Regions from separate parts of the Mus musculus genome. Here all the other regions are linked to region 1. The links are chromatin contacts, called in public promoter capture Hi-C maps. All regions are on one chromosome and are shown on one strand. The core of a region is the stretch at or near the end of the contact, and the rest is flanking DNA. Distances in the headings are between cores, read along the strand shown. Region 1 holds the start of Smpd4 (sphingomyelin phosphodiesterase 4). Region 2 holds the start of Zdhhc8 (zinc finger, DHHC domain containing 8). Region 3 holds the start of 4933432I09Rik (RIKEN cDNA 4933432I09 gene).

Region 1 (4,644 bases), core at 875-3,374:
CCAACAGTACACTCCCTGAGGCGAGGCCAACTAGAGCCCCAGAAGGTAGATGGGTTTGCAGACCCAGGGTGGAGACCCACAGATAGGCTCGCCTATACATGCTGAGTTGAACTGCAACCCCCTAGCCACAGCCAGGAAGGAGCAAAAGGCTTACCTCTGACCTCAGGTCCCTGATGTAGGCAGAGACATGGACACAAAGTCATTAGCTGCTACTGAGCACACACGTCAGGAAGGAGGCGAGGGGAGCCAGGGTAAGATTCAGCAAGTCTGCCAAAAACAAATGCAGTATTCAGTGAGTCCTGTGGCATTCAGGGCAGACCTGTTCCAAGACTTGTCCAAGACTTGTCCACTGTGGCTATCTGGGTCATGGTCCTGAAAACCTAGCCTTTAATCCCATCACCCTGAAGGCAGAGTTTGAAGCCTGCCTGGTCTACATAGTGAGTTCCAGAAAAGAAACAAAACAAAACCCATAAAACAACAACACCAAAACAAAACAACAACAACAAAAATAAAGTGGGGAGCTGGGTGGTGGTGGCACATGCCTTTAATCCCAGTACTCGGGAGGCAGAGGCAGGCAGATTTCTGACTTCGAGGCCAGCCTGGTCTACAGAGTGAGTTCCAGGACAGCCAGGGCTACACAGAGAAACCCTGTCTCGAAAAAACAAAAAAGAAAAAGAAAAGGAAAGGTATGGGAACAGAAAAATAAATATAAATATTTGGGACAAGAGAGGAAGAGAGAGAGAGAGAGAGAGAGAGAGAGAGAGAGAGAGAGAACATGGACAGAGTATGTATCGTGCTGTGGTGGGGCTTTTTCAGAGTAGCAGATGAGATTTGGAAGAGTTCCAAAGCAGGCGTGTCTGCAGGGACTTGCAACCTGCCCAAGTCCATGCAGCCCATCTCCTTGGTGCTCAGCACCTTTTTCCCTTCATGCCCAGCTTTTGCAGCGTGGCCTCCCCCAGACCTGTGAAAGCCCTGAGTCTAGCCTCTGTCAGTCGAGCACCCTGAAAAAGGTGAGTGTTGGGCCCGCGTACCTCCTCCACTTCCCTCTCCCGCCTCTTCCCCTGACCACCACTCCCCACCCCAATTCCCTTCCACCCTGCAGAATTCGCTGCAGTCTAGCAGGTGAGGAGCCTCCACAGCGCCAGCTACTGGCCACCTCTTTCCTTGCCAGGCCCTGCAGCTCCCAGTCTGTAGCGGCTCCAACAACCCAGGGCAAGCATCCCGAGAGGTTTTTACATACTTGCTTGACTTGTTCTGAGTGCTTAATGTGAATAGGGCAGTATGTTAGCCATGGGAATGGTGTGGTGGAAAGCTGTCCGCTGCCTGACGATCAGATCCCTGATAGACGGATTTAGGTAGCAGCACCCAGAACCGTGCCTGGCATATGCTGGGTACTTGGTAAATCCTGTTGGATGATGGGTATTTAGGATTGCATGTACTTATCTATTTTGTGCAGGTTTCTTCCTTGAAGCACTCTTTAAGGGCTCTAAAAAAACAACTTTTAAAATTTTTATTAGCTTAAGAAGTATGAGGATTTTTGTTTTGTTTTCGAGACAGGGTTTATGTAGCCCTGATTGTCCTAGAACTCACCCTGAAGACCAAGCTGGCCTCAGAATCACAGAGATCTGCCTGCCTGCCTCTGCCTCCCTAGTGATGGGATTAAAGGCGTGTGCTGCCACCAACACCTGGTTTATTGGGGGTGGGGGTGTTATTTGTGTACTTGTATATTTGTTGGTTCTTAACCAGGAAGAATTCTTTCAAAGAAGTTTCAATTATTGATTGCTTGATTGTTTGTCTTTTCAAGACAGGGTTTCTCTGTGTAATCCTGGCTATCTTGAACCTCTGGCTTTGAACTCAAGAGATCTGCCTGCCTCTGCCTCCAGAACGCATGGATTAAAAGCGTGTGTCACCAGGGCAACAACCTCTTTCTAGAAACTTTTCATTTCATGTAGTCCCATTTTAATTCTCCAGGCTATTTCTGTGTCAGTGAAGTACAGTGTTGAAAAGTCTTGCCTATATCTATTTTTCTAGACGCGTATTCCTGTTGTCTTCTGTATTTCAGACCTTACTTTGATCCTCTCGGATTCCCGCCAAACTAAGGGGGCGTGGCACCCGGCGCAGCTTGATGACGACATTAGGCGCCGAGTGTCCGAATGGCGGCTCCCTTCTCTGAGAAGCTCGAGATTTGTGCTATCAGCACGGCAGGTGAGTGGCGGGAGCCGCGCGCGAGGCAGCCCAGCACCGTGCGGTTTTCTCGGGTCCCCGCCGAGGCTGGCTCCGTTCCTCCTCGAGCTGTGGGGGACTTGGGCCTCCCGACAGCTCGGCCTGTACGGGGCCGGCCGGGAGCCCAGGGCCCGGCTGCAACCTCACGCCGCTCTCCAGGGTCATGGCTTTCTGCCGCCTTCCTGCGTGGTCCTCGCAGACGGTCCGGGTAGGGGGTGGATGAACGCTCGATGTGAGAGTTGAGGGAGGGGGACTTGGAGGGAAAGTTGAACCTTGGGCTCAGCTAGCGATGTTTGGTAGTAGAACTCGTTGTGGGTTTAGGTTCTACCTTGCGACTTTCCCGAGCCTCAGTTTCCTCCTCTGTAATGTAATAGGGTAGTCTCGAAACTTTGGAGGTATAGGAAGTTGTGATCAACAAATGAGGGCACGCCGCAGCTTCTCAGAGTCAGCCGAGGGAGTTCTTGACAGTGGCGCGCTAAGCTTGGCTGGAGTTCGTAGTCATTAGAAACCTCAAAAACAGTCGCAAGCAGTTCTTGAAGAAAGTGGACTTTGAGGGGTCGACCGAAGCAAAGGCCTTCGGCACTGCATGCACGCTGGCTTCGGGCGTGGGTGACAGGGCCTAAAAGCAAGAGTATCAGTGTCGTTGCCCTATTCGTGGAATCGTGGAAAGACCTTCGTTAGACATCTCTGATTTTTCAACTGTCTGCTTCTTCTGAGGAGAGAGTTGACTTCTTGTCTCCTTTAGATCTCTGCCCTTATCGAGTAGTCCACAATTTTATGCTGCCCTGATCATTTCATGGTAGTTTGCAATGTAGGTCAGGACTGAAACATTTTCAGTTTTCCTTAACACTGAGACTGAATTAAGAATTGGAAAAAAAAAAACAAAACAAAACCCAAAACCTAAGAATTGTTTCTCTTGCCACATGGCAAAGATTGGTGGTCTTTCAAAACCACAACTGCCTTAAACTCCTACTGTCTGGCTTCTCTCCTTGCAGACTGGCATTGCCAGCTTAGCACCTTTTCTCCTGTAGTGAGCAGGGCTGAGACAGAAAAGCTATCACTAGTCCATCGGTGGCACACAGTAGGCTCTCTGCTCTTTCCAGCTCTTGATTGTTTTGTGTTTCTTACCATAGGCACTGGGAGGTAGGAAGCTGCAGGGCTATGCCTAATTTTTGGTGGTGAGTTCAAATTCTTCCTTCATAGAACTTCTTCATTTGTCGCAAGAAGCACACATTACTTGCTTCACCCTTCTCTTACAGACACGAGATTTGTAAGGAGTTTGCTAGACTCTTGGCTCTGCTGATTGCTAGGTGGGTGCTGAGAAGTCTTTTGCTGTTTTTTACCCTTGTTTCCTGATTTGCATCAGCCTTGTGGGCTGTGAAGATGTATTTCCTAGTGGTGCTTTACCTAGCCCCCTTTGTGTTTGTTTTCCCATAGTCACATAGTGACCAGTTCAGGCAGGCACTAGGGTATTAGAAGGTCCAGATCAAGACTTGCTTTAATCTTCAGGCTCTAGGGAAGAATATGATTCCAGGCTTATTCAAGATGCTGCCAGAATCCAGTTTCTTTGAGGTCTTGAATTCTTGCTAAGCTATGCTCTATGTCTTAAAGTCCACTGACATTGTACTGTAGTTGGTTCTTTTAAAGTCTCTTTAGAATAGCACTTAGATGAGTGTTTGATTGAATTGACAAGCAAGAAGAGTCTTGGGGGTTAGTCAGGAATTCTGCCTGTTGCTGGTGATTAGGTAAGGAAATAAATGAAAAGCTCTTAGTGTCATCCTGGCATCTAACAAGTGCTATAGAAGCATTATCAAGGAGTTGCCACCACAAAGCTAGTTCTGAAGCTGGCTACTGTGATCTGTATGAGTTTGCATTTTAAAAATCAAAGGAATATGTGATGTAATTTGTGCTGAGTTCAAATGTTCTCCTGGGCATCCTGAAATTCTGTGGTATAGAAGATATTGAGATTTTGTCTTTGTTTTTCCACAGTGGTTCCCTAAGGCAGCCGTTTCTTGCCGGCCCTGGGAGTCTGCTATGGCGTTCCCTCACCTACAACAGCCTAGTTTCCTTCTGGTAAGTGTCACCTGCCTTTGGAAGGTTGATGATGATGGTTCTATAGCTGAGGAACTTAAAACTTTTTCCCACTGATTTGAAGGACTCATTTTTACGAGACAAGCTGCCTTTCTTTGGTTTTTGTGTGGGTGTGTCTGTGTGTGTGTGTGTGTGGGTGGGTGTGGTTTATTTTATTTATTTATTTTTGAGATAGGGTTTCTGTATGTAGCCCTGGCTGTCCTGGAACTCACTCTGAGACCAGACTGGCTTTGAATGTACAGAGATCCAACTGCCTCTGCCTCCTGAGTGTTGGCACTAAAGGTGTGTGTCACCTGGCTCTTGAACCCAAATCCCTCCTGCCTCAGCTTC
Region 2 (4,644 bases), core at 1,064-3,563, 620 kb after region 1:
AGGAGCTCACTCTCCCATCCTACCTCCAGGGAGTTCATCCCAAATCTCACACCCTGCCTACCCCAGTCTGTTCTAGAAAAGCCTGGATGTCTGCTGGGCCAATTACTCTCTTGGTGAGTGGGAAGGAGCCCCTGGTCCTTCAGCCCTTGGGCTCCCCTTCTTTTTTTGTTTTTTTCTGGTTTTTCGAGACAGGGTTTCTCTGTATAGCCCTGGCTGTCCTGGAACTCACTTTGTAGACCAGGCTGGCCTCAAGCTCAGAAATCTGCCTGCCTCTGCCTCCCAAGTGCTGGGATTAAAGGCATGCGCCACCACCGCCCGGCGGGCTCCCCTTCTTGACTGACCAGATTCTCCTCCGCACCTTGAGAGAAGCAGTTCAGACTCACAAAGAGGAGATCTAAGGGTCACTTACGCCAGGTAAAGTTTCAGGACCCGATCTAGGCCCCAAAGGTAGGCTGAGCGACTGCTTCCTTTTCTTGGTGTCTGAGGTGTCAGTGGACGGAGCCAGAAACAGGGCAGGAGGGAGGCAATGAGAGGACAGGGATTCTATCTTGAAAAAGACACCTACTCCAGGCTGGCCACCAGACCTGCCTATACCCTGGCACTGCCCAAACGAGCACAGCTGTCCAGCAGAGCCTCTTCTGAGAACAGAGCCACCTGAGTGTCAGGTCAGCAATACCCACATCTCAGGAACTCATCCAAGGGGCAGATGAGGATGCACACAGACTGAACAGGGCCCCAGTCATGCCAACTGCAGAGCCAGTTCAAGTCAGAGTAGCTGTCCCTTAAAGAGAACCCCAAACCTCAAGAGCACCCACATGCACAGCCCCAGAACACTAGCTTCAAGAACACAGAGGAAGCACTGCCCAGAAAAAACGGTAGCAACCTCAGAGACCAAAGCTTGAGGCAGAGTCAAGTTTCCAGGAACCACCTGGGTCCTCTGAATCCTCTGAAACTACTTACATTCTCTGAGGAGAGAAAGCAGGGGGAGAGGATTTTAATTTCTCTTAAAACTTTGATTCCCATATTGCATGTCTTAATTTTAGAGTTATGTTAAAAGACATCGAAATGTCCCTGTGACACCCTCTCTGCACTGAAACAGAACCCCACTCAAGACCTCTGGAAGACCGAATTTTCCAAGATATGTCCCCTCCAGTCTTAGCTCCCCAAGCCCTTCCTTAGTCCACAATCCACAACATCTGAGTGACAAGAACACAGACTTTCCCTGGAGCCAGAAATAAGCCCGTCCACACAGGCCTTTTTTAAACTTGCTCTTTGCAGCCAGTGGCACATACCCAACCCCAGCCTCCAGGTAAGGACTCTCCTCCCACAACAGGCACTGAATTCAGACTCCTACAAAGGCTGCTATATGTTTCTACAAAGTGGAAAGGGTGGCTCAGGCTCACTTACACCTGGGGCTGTCACACCTGGAAACAAATGGCCATCCCTTTGGTCACCTGAGTTGTGTCAAGGCTTTGGAATTGTAGAAAGAAACGAGTGGTCCGAGATTCAGAACCCCATGACCTATGAGCCAGCCCGGGGTAAGAAATTGAGGCTGCCTAGTGCCAGGCTGGCAAAGAGTGCTCCCTCCCCACGACTGGCAGCCTAGCCTCTGAGGTCTTTTGTGCTCCAGACTTAGAAGTGTAGGATAGAAGCCTCTCAGTGTTGTGTTCAGGGAGGGCTGAGGGCCTTGAGTAGGCTGTAGTGGCCAGTCACGGCTGTGGGGCAGGCCACACCTACGCTGAGAAACACAGAAATAAGTTGATTTTACATGCTGGCCGCGACGAGGGGGCTCACAGCTCCTACTCCCCCCCTCCCCCTAGGAAGGTTGGTGTCTGTAGGTGACACGCGTCCCCCTTCAAAGCCCCGAGGGAATGAAAGGCTGCAACCACACCCAGGGCCTGCTAGAACGCTCAGAGGCAGGCATTCACCTGTCCGTGCTCCGGGGACGCAGCCCCTCGCCGCAACCTGCTAATCCGCCCAGCCCACCGCCGCCCCCGTGGGGCACGTGCGCCCCTTCGGCTCCCACCCCCAACCTCCCTACCCCCACCCGCTGCTACCAGGCTCTGGACCCGGCGCCGACTCACGTGAATACGAAGAAGAGTGTGCTGGAACCAACCAACAGCGCGGCGGCCGTGGCCACCGGGATGTACTTGGCGGGTTTGAGGCGCGTCCCGGGGCTGCGGGGCATCCTGGGCGCCGCGCCGCCGCATCCCTCCCCGGGCCGGGCGGGCGGGGCCGGCCGGGTCGGGCCGGGGTCGGGCGCGCGGGCTGGACGCGGCGCAGGATCCGCCGCAGCGGCAGTGGAGGAAATCCCACCCCACGGGCGGCGGCGGCGCGCTGATGTCAGCGCGCCCCTTAAGGTGGACCCGGCGGCAGGGCCGCGGCGGGGGCGGGCTGAGGGTGGAGCGCCGGGCGGCCAACTCCTCTTTTGCGGGGTAGCCCGACACCCCACGCACGCGCAGCGCCCATCTGGACCGACAGGACAACGGAAAGCATGTTCTTTTTCTCTTTCTTGTCTGTCTCTTCCTTTCTTTCCTTTTTTTTTTTTTCCTTGCTACCGCAGGCCCTAACCCGGGAGCTCTCTTGGGCCTACATGCTCTCCAATCACAGTCCCGGGACAGGCTGAAGGTCCCCTGGCAGTCACTGGGGTGTGAGCGAGATTTCTATGACAAGGTAGGGGTATCATGGCTATCCAAACCTTAGCCAGTTCTCAGCCCTCCACACACTAAGAGTTAGGTCACCGAGTTCCTCTGTGTCCTGGCTCAGGCCGCAGGCTTGATTGAGGCCGTGTGTAAGAGACCTAGGAACGCCTTCGGAAAGCTGGTGTCCTAGGGAAAGTGACTGAACCCTGCTCTGGCCTTGACTAGAAAGGCTGCGCATGCTCACCACCCACCCGCGAGCAAGCCCACCTGCCCGCGCCAGGACGCAGCTGTTTAAGGTGGACCGGCCCTCCAAGGATGCTGCAGGCATCTGCATTGGCTTCCCCTAGCAGATCAGTTTTAATGTTTTGAGTAAGAACATGGTCAAACCCCACTGCTTGCCTTAGCCACTCCACAAGGCAGCAACATTTACTTTGGAAGCTTATTCAGGGCCTGAACAGGGTGCTGGCTGACGATTCCCCCAGAGCCGCCCCCAGTCCGGAGGCTCTTCTCCATCGTCCACCCCTCCCCAGACCAAGATAGTGGGAGCCTTCTTCCCTTGGTTGTTGCTATCTCCTTCTGTAGAGCCATAACCCAGAGTCCTTCAGCCACCTCCTCCCTACAACACTGCTTGTAGGCCTGGGACTCCTTGGCTCGCCCACAGCTCAGGGTCGAGTGCCTTAATGTAGAAACAGCTTTTCAACAGCATAAACAGTGATAGATTTTCTCTCAGATTTCTGTCCTGTTGGTCATTCCATGCCAGAAGACGTAGCTCAGGGTCTTCCAGCGTTGGTAAGATAGCAGTGATGTGACCTCACAGTGGAGAGCAGAGTGGATACAAACTCCTTTCCGCTCTCAGGTAAGTAAGTATCCAGCTGGCCCTCTGCATTAGGCACACAGTTCAGTTAAATTCGCCCGACTTTAATCTTGTCCTACAGCCCCTAACATAGAACGCTCAGAACCTCTAGGGCCTCTAGGGCCCACAGGAGGCTCCACGACTCACAGCTCCCCCACTGCAGAGTTCCTTTGGGATTAAGTCTACTCTCATGTTATATGTAGGGTACCAAGGCAGCCACACTACTGCCACAGTCTTGTAGGAAAATAGCAAACACTGGTCGTGGAGAGTCCAAAACAGTTTTAGGTGGGGCAGATGTAGCTGCTGAGGCCAGAGCCCAGAGTGATATGGTACCTTTCTTCCTGAATAGGGCTGGCAAGGCAGCAGGGAGCCACTGGAACACACAGCCTAGGAGAGCCGCAGAGGGCCTGAAACAGGAATGTAGAGTGGCAGCCAGCACAGCAGAGGGACTGAGATGGAGGTATAAAGCAGCACTCCCCACAACGGTGCTGACTTTCCATGCTTTCAGCTACCCACAACCCAGTTATTAAATAGAAGTCCATAAATAATTCAGATTTGTGTACGATTAGCCGGGTGTGGTGACTCATGTAATACCAGCTCTTGGAAGAGTGAGACATGGAGACTACCAGCCTTGGCTACACAGTGAAACTCATCTCAAAAACTAAAAAGCTGGGTGTGGTGGTACATATCTTTAATCCCAGCACTGGAGAGGCAGAGATAAGTGGATCTTAAGTTTGAGGCCAGCCTGGTCTACATAGTGAGTTCTAGGCTAGCCAAGCTATGTAACAAGAAACTAAAATGGTCAGGATGCAGCAGTTTGGTAGAATGCTGGCCTATTAAGGCACGGCACCACAGGGCTTAGAAGGATCTTAAATTCAAGGTTATCCTCAGCTACACAGCCAGTTCAGGGCCACCAGCCTGGGCTATGAGGCTATCTCACACTAACCATTTAATAACTATACTATGCTGCTCTCATCAGCCTTGGGTGTGAACTCCTCAGCTTCCCTATTTCCTCATTTGACACGCTGTAGCTTTCTTGTCTCAGTATCCCCAAAGTGCAGCAGTAGTGATGCCAGAGGCCCTGTGAAGCGAACTTAGGAACCTGTGCTGAGGTTGCTAAGCCCTATAGTAAGGTACAATATCCCTGAT
Region 3 (4,644 bases), core at 823-3,322, 590 kb after region 1:
CCTCAAACCAGTGAGAGCTGTGACCACATGGCTACCCGTCATGGAAACCACAGATCCAAGTGGGGGTGGATGCTTTGTGTCTGATCTGTCCGTGGCACAAGTTTCTGCCTGGCAGACTCTTCAATTTCTTCCTAGCCTGTCGACCCTGGGTGCTGGCTCCCACCCAAGTATCTGTGCCTGGTGCAGGGTTGAGGCACCATCTGGTGGCAAGTCTGGGAACTGCAGTCTACTCCTGCTCTGCCTGCCATCAGCATCGAAGCCAGGAGCCAGCTTTTGGCAGCTTAAAGTGATCTCTCTCATTTGTTCACAGTCCCACTTTAACCTGAGGGTCTTTATGTCATCAGGATACAGAAATAGGCCTTTGGAGTTTATAGCCTGGCACTGTTGCCTGCGCTGACAGGTAGGCCAGTATCTATCAAGAGTGGGGTCAGATAGAATACAACAGGAAAGATAAGAACCCAGGTTCTAGCCCCAGTAAGGTGAACTGGTACTGACCGCCAGGCAGCCCATTCATGCTGACTTTCTGGACACCACTGTCCATCTGGAAGTAACAAGAGACGAGATCTGACTCCTAAGAAAGGAGAGGGTCCTCAGCTTGGGCAGGGGTGCTTACGCTCAGCAGCCTAGTGGAGCACAGCATGGCGGTCAGCAGGCCACCTCCCAGTACAAGGCCTCAGAGCCCCCGACATCCTGAAATGATGGCTGTCTACTGGGACTGTGTCTTTCACAAGGGTTGTCTTTAGCACTCTTACTGTCTTTCTGACTGTTAAAGTTAAAAATACGAGTGGCCAAGAGCACTGACCGCTCTTCCAGAGGCCATGACTTCAAATCCCAGCAACCACACAGTGGCTCACAACCATCTCCAATGGGATCCAGTGCCCTCTTCTGGTGTGTCTAAAGACAGCTACAGTGTACTCACATAAAATAGATAAATCATTTTTTAAAAAAAATATGAGCAGTGGCTTCCAGAGAGTGACCACAGAAGAGAGGAGCAAACAGCCTGTCACCACATACATTCTAGGAGCAGAAAGTCCATGTCCAGTACTGAGCGCCCCATGGGTGTGCCTTTCCTCCAAGAGCTTCAACCTCTGGAGCTGGGAATTCCTAGAAGACCTCAAGGACCCAGCCCACCTAGTGCCCTCTTTGTGGGGATAAGACATGGAGACAGGATTTTACTGTGCATCCTAGGTTGGCCTCAAACTCATGGCAATCCTCCTGCTCTAGCCTTACAAAATCCTGATACACACAAGCATGAAGTAGCATGCCTAGCTCTGAGACCTTCTTTTGCCCACACCATGGTCTCAGGACCCTGCTTGCTCTGCACTCCCCACTCCCTGCAGACTGGAGAAGGCCGAGAAGGTCACACAGCTCTCAGAAACTCATGTCTACTTTGCCAGGAACAGAGAGGCCTAGCAGCCCCTACCTTCTGGCCCTGGGGTGACTTCATCACACAGACCACTTCATCCCTCATCTGCCCCTCTGCCACCTGGAAGGTCACAGGCTGTGACTCAGAGCCAAGTGTCATCTTGCCTCTCTAACAGAGCAAAGGAGAGTTCATGCCTAGGCCATACCCTAGGTCCTGGGTAGGAGATGAAAGGACTGGGCAGAGTCCTGGATGACAGGGTAATAATCCCAAGGCCACTCCAGGAATGCCTGTGAAACCCCAGACACATTCATCCAGGTTCTGTAGGATCCTCTAGTCCTACGCAGGGTGCTTTGGGGCTGCAAGTGGAGAACAGACTAGGTGGGTAAGGGCCAGAAGCCCAGGTTAAAAATACAGAAATGAGAATCTCTCATGGGTGTGGCTGGCTCTATGACTCTGAGTTCTACTCAGGCCCTGTAATGAGCATGGGTCATTGAGTGTCAAGGCCATAGTAAGGAGAGTAGAATCTGCCCATTTAGCCCCTGACTTCATCTCAGGCCAGCTGTAGGCAAGCGGCTCTGGATAACATAGCCTGTCCTCTCTCCTCTCCTCAGCATCCCCTAGGCACCAGCCGGGCTGGGGGGAAGGGTGGTGTGAGTGTGTCTGGATAGCTAGCCCCTTACCACCACTTCAGGCTCCTCAAGGCCATCTGGGTGTCATGGCAACATGGGCAGGAAGCGGCTGCCATGGCAACTGGTGTCCAGGGAAATGCGCTGCCTAGCAACAGGGGCTAGGGCCACTCTAGCTCCTCACAGCACACTCTAGTGTCCCACACTCTCTGTGTGTCTTCGAGTCTGCATCATCCTAGCACTCCCACCCAGTGCAGCCTCGGGGCTCCACACAGACCCTCACCCAACCCAACACACCAATCTGTAGGGTATTTAACATGCTAGCACAGCTCATGCTCATGCGGAACCAGCTACACGGCAGACCTGGGGCTCTTCTCTCCTACTAGACTCCCTCACCTCTCAGGACTCTCTGGAGATCAAGAGCATACAAGGACCGTGGAAAAGGGGGAGGCGTCTTCGGGGCTGTCTGAAAGAAACCAGCCTTCCAGATAGGGCACAGCCCAACAAAGGTAAGGTGATCAGAGAACATTGGGTTTCGGGTTAAGGTAGGCACCTAAGGTCTCAGAACATATGAGCACCTGAAGTGCCCTCAGTCCTTCCACGGCTGCTCAGTAACTGTAGCCCACGCTGAGCACTTGGAGCTGTGACCTGAGGATCCTAGCCTGCAGCCTTTGTGTGGTACTAACAGGACAGCATCCTGAGTATCTACTGGGCCCTTACCAAGTCTGGAGACTCAGAATATAGAACAAAGACACCACGACCACCACTGTCAGCTACTCAGGGCCTTTGCTGAAGCCACCCCATTCCAAAGCCATCCAAGGGCCTTCCTGGGCTCCCACCTCTGAGATCATCATATCCTGGTAACCATGAAACCCCAGAAAGAAACCAACAGGCAGAGGGCTTAGAAGCCCCTCCAGGGACCAGAGTGGGCAGCTTCTGAGTGCCGTAGGGCATGCTGGGGCAATTCCAGGCCTCTCCTCTAGTGTGACTGCCAGCCTCAGTCTGTACTGAGTGTAGAGATGCATCCCATACTGGAAAAATGCAGGACTCCAGCTTGTGTGCCAGCTGGGCCCCACCGGAGCTCTCATTGTAGCGCACACCAGCTCCTCCGCCACAGGTTTCAGTGGCCCCTGATGGGTATTCATTCCAGGTCTGCAAGACAACAGGAGACCGGCCGTTAGTCTGTAAGGGACTTCAGCAAACTGAAAGCGGGACTCAGCTAACTCGGGATACAAGTGGCTGGGAAGCAGGAACTGGCTGCAGACAAGCTTGGACTCCAGTACTGATTATGGCAGCTGTCAACAGAATTCCTTGGCAAACTCCCTAGGTCTCATCATTCCAGATACCAGAGCTGGAGCAGTGATATGCATGGCAAGAGGCCCTCCTGCTTCAACCTGGACCTCCCTATGGTTTAACAGAAAAAAAAAATACCTTTTAGCTTTCTGAACTCCTTCATAAACAGAGATAGAAAAAAAAAAACCCCAAACAGGTTTTTATTTGAAGAGTATCTGCTGGGAAGTGATCAAGAATAAAGGAAAACAGAACCAAAGAACCATAAGGGGAAAAGAAAAAGTCGTCATCAAAAGGTCTTGTCCTTCTCCAAAACCGCTGCATCCTAAAAAAAAAAAAAGAACAGGGTACCTTGAAAAGGAAGAGGCACTGAGGGGCTCACAGTGACCTCCAGCGATGAAAAAGTATGACCAGTGAGATTCAAACTTGTCAAAAAAAAATCCTCATGTGTTACATAATCCTTTGGTCAATTATAGGCAATATGTGCTCCCATAAGAATCATAAGAATGCATAATAGGACGGAGGGGCAGGAGAAGGGGAGCTGTGATGGGGTGTAAAGTAAGTGACTTAATTTTAAAACATCAGTATTCCTCAGACAGACAGACAATATTTAATACCAAGGATGGAAGAATAATTCAGCGGTAGATGCCTGCTTATCATGTGCAAAGCCCTGGGTGTCATGCTCATCACTGCTAAGAAAATGTCACATCAACTACTTATGCTGTTGGCATCATGATATAACATATCCCTCACCGTTGTGCTGGGAGGGCAAGAGTACACCACTGCATGGTCAGTGGAAGACAGTGCGGAGCACGCATACAGAGCCCAGTACTGCAACATGGCAATAAATGCCTGTGCTGACTGCTACCGCACTTATGATAGGACACTTTCATTTAGTTTAGTGTGTTCTTTGTGTTTGTGTTTTTAAAGGGCTTTACTGTAGAATGAATGCAGCTGGGGTAAGCTGTAGCCGCTCTCTGGCCTCTTGTGCTTTGTGCCTCTCCCCAGCACACTACCTTGCTCTTCCTCAGTCTCACACTGTCCCACTCAGCAGCCAAGGAGCAGCGGGTTCTTCCCACCCAAGCTCCACATGACCCAACTGTGTAGGATACAGTGCCATCTAGGCTTACACACGTGTGCTTTAGAATGCCAAATTCTTCAGAATGCACCCCATCATTAAATGGCACAAGGCTGTGTATAAAGTGAGAGAGGACGGCTAAGACAGCTCAGCCGAACGCTTGCCAGTGAAGCCTGAGGACCTGAGACTGATCCTGGAAGTTCTGTAGAAAGCCAGGGGTAATGGCTCACAGTCTGTCCTAGTGCAGATCTGGTTGGGGTTGGCTAGCCAGCTACCCTCCTTTA

The links. Promoter capture Hi-C pulls out the DNA fragments that hold promoters and counts their contacts.
Region 2: a promoter capture Hi-C map of liver shows a contact between it and region 1, with 5 times the contacts expected there. The contact joins the promoter of Zdhhc8 here to the promoter of Smpd4 in region 1. A contact is called at or near these places in 2 of 39 promoter capture datasets (cranial neural crest and liver), 1 of 484 Hi-C or Micro-C datasets (CD8 T cells) and 2 of 115 datasets of contacts at active chromatin or transcription factors (fetal liver and memory CD8 T cells).
Region 3: a promoter capture Hi-C map of liver shows a contact between it and region 1, with 4 times the contacts expected there. The contact joins the promoter of 4933432I09Rik here to the promoter of Smpd4 in region 1. A contact is called at or near these places in 2 of 39 promoter capture datasets (both in liver).

What each region holds. Positions count from the first base shown.
Region 1 is chr16:17,617,230-17,621,873 of GRCm38.p6, forward strand. It overlaps Smpd4 (sphingomyelin phosphodiesterase 4), which reads left to right and starts at 2,125. Exons shown (of 19, transcript NM_001164610.1): 1 at 2,125-2,205; 2 at 4,213-4,296. The coding sequence starts at 4,258.
Region 2 is chr16:18,232,823-18,237,466 of GRCm38.p6, forward strand. Zdhhc8 (zinc finger, DHHC domain containing 8) reads right to left here and starts at 2,314. Exons shown (of 11, transcript NM_172151.4): 1 at 2,085-2,314. The coding sequence starts at 2,188.
Region 3 is chr16:18,211,791-18,216,434 of GRCm38.p6, forward strand. It overlaps 4933432I09Rik (RIKEN cDNA 4933432I09 gene), which reads right to left and starts at 2,073. Exons shown (of 3, transcript NR_015575.1): 1 at 2,047-2,073. It also overlaps a transcript of Ccdc188 not described here.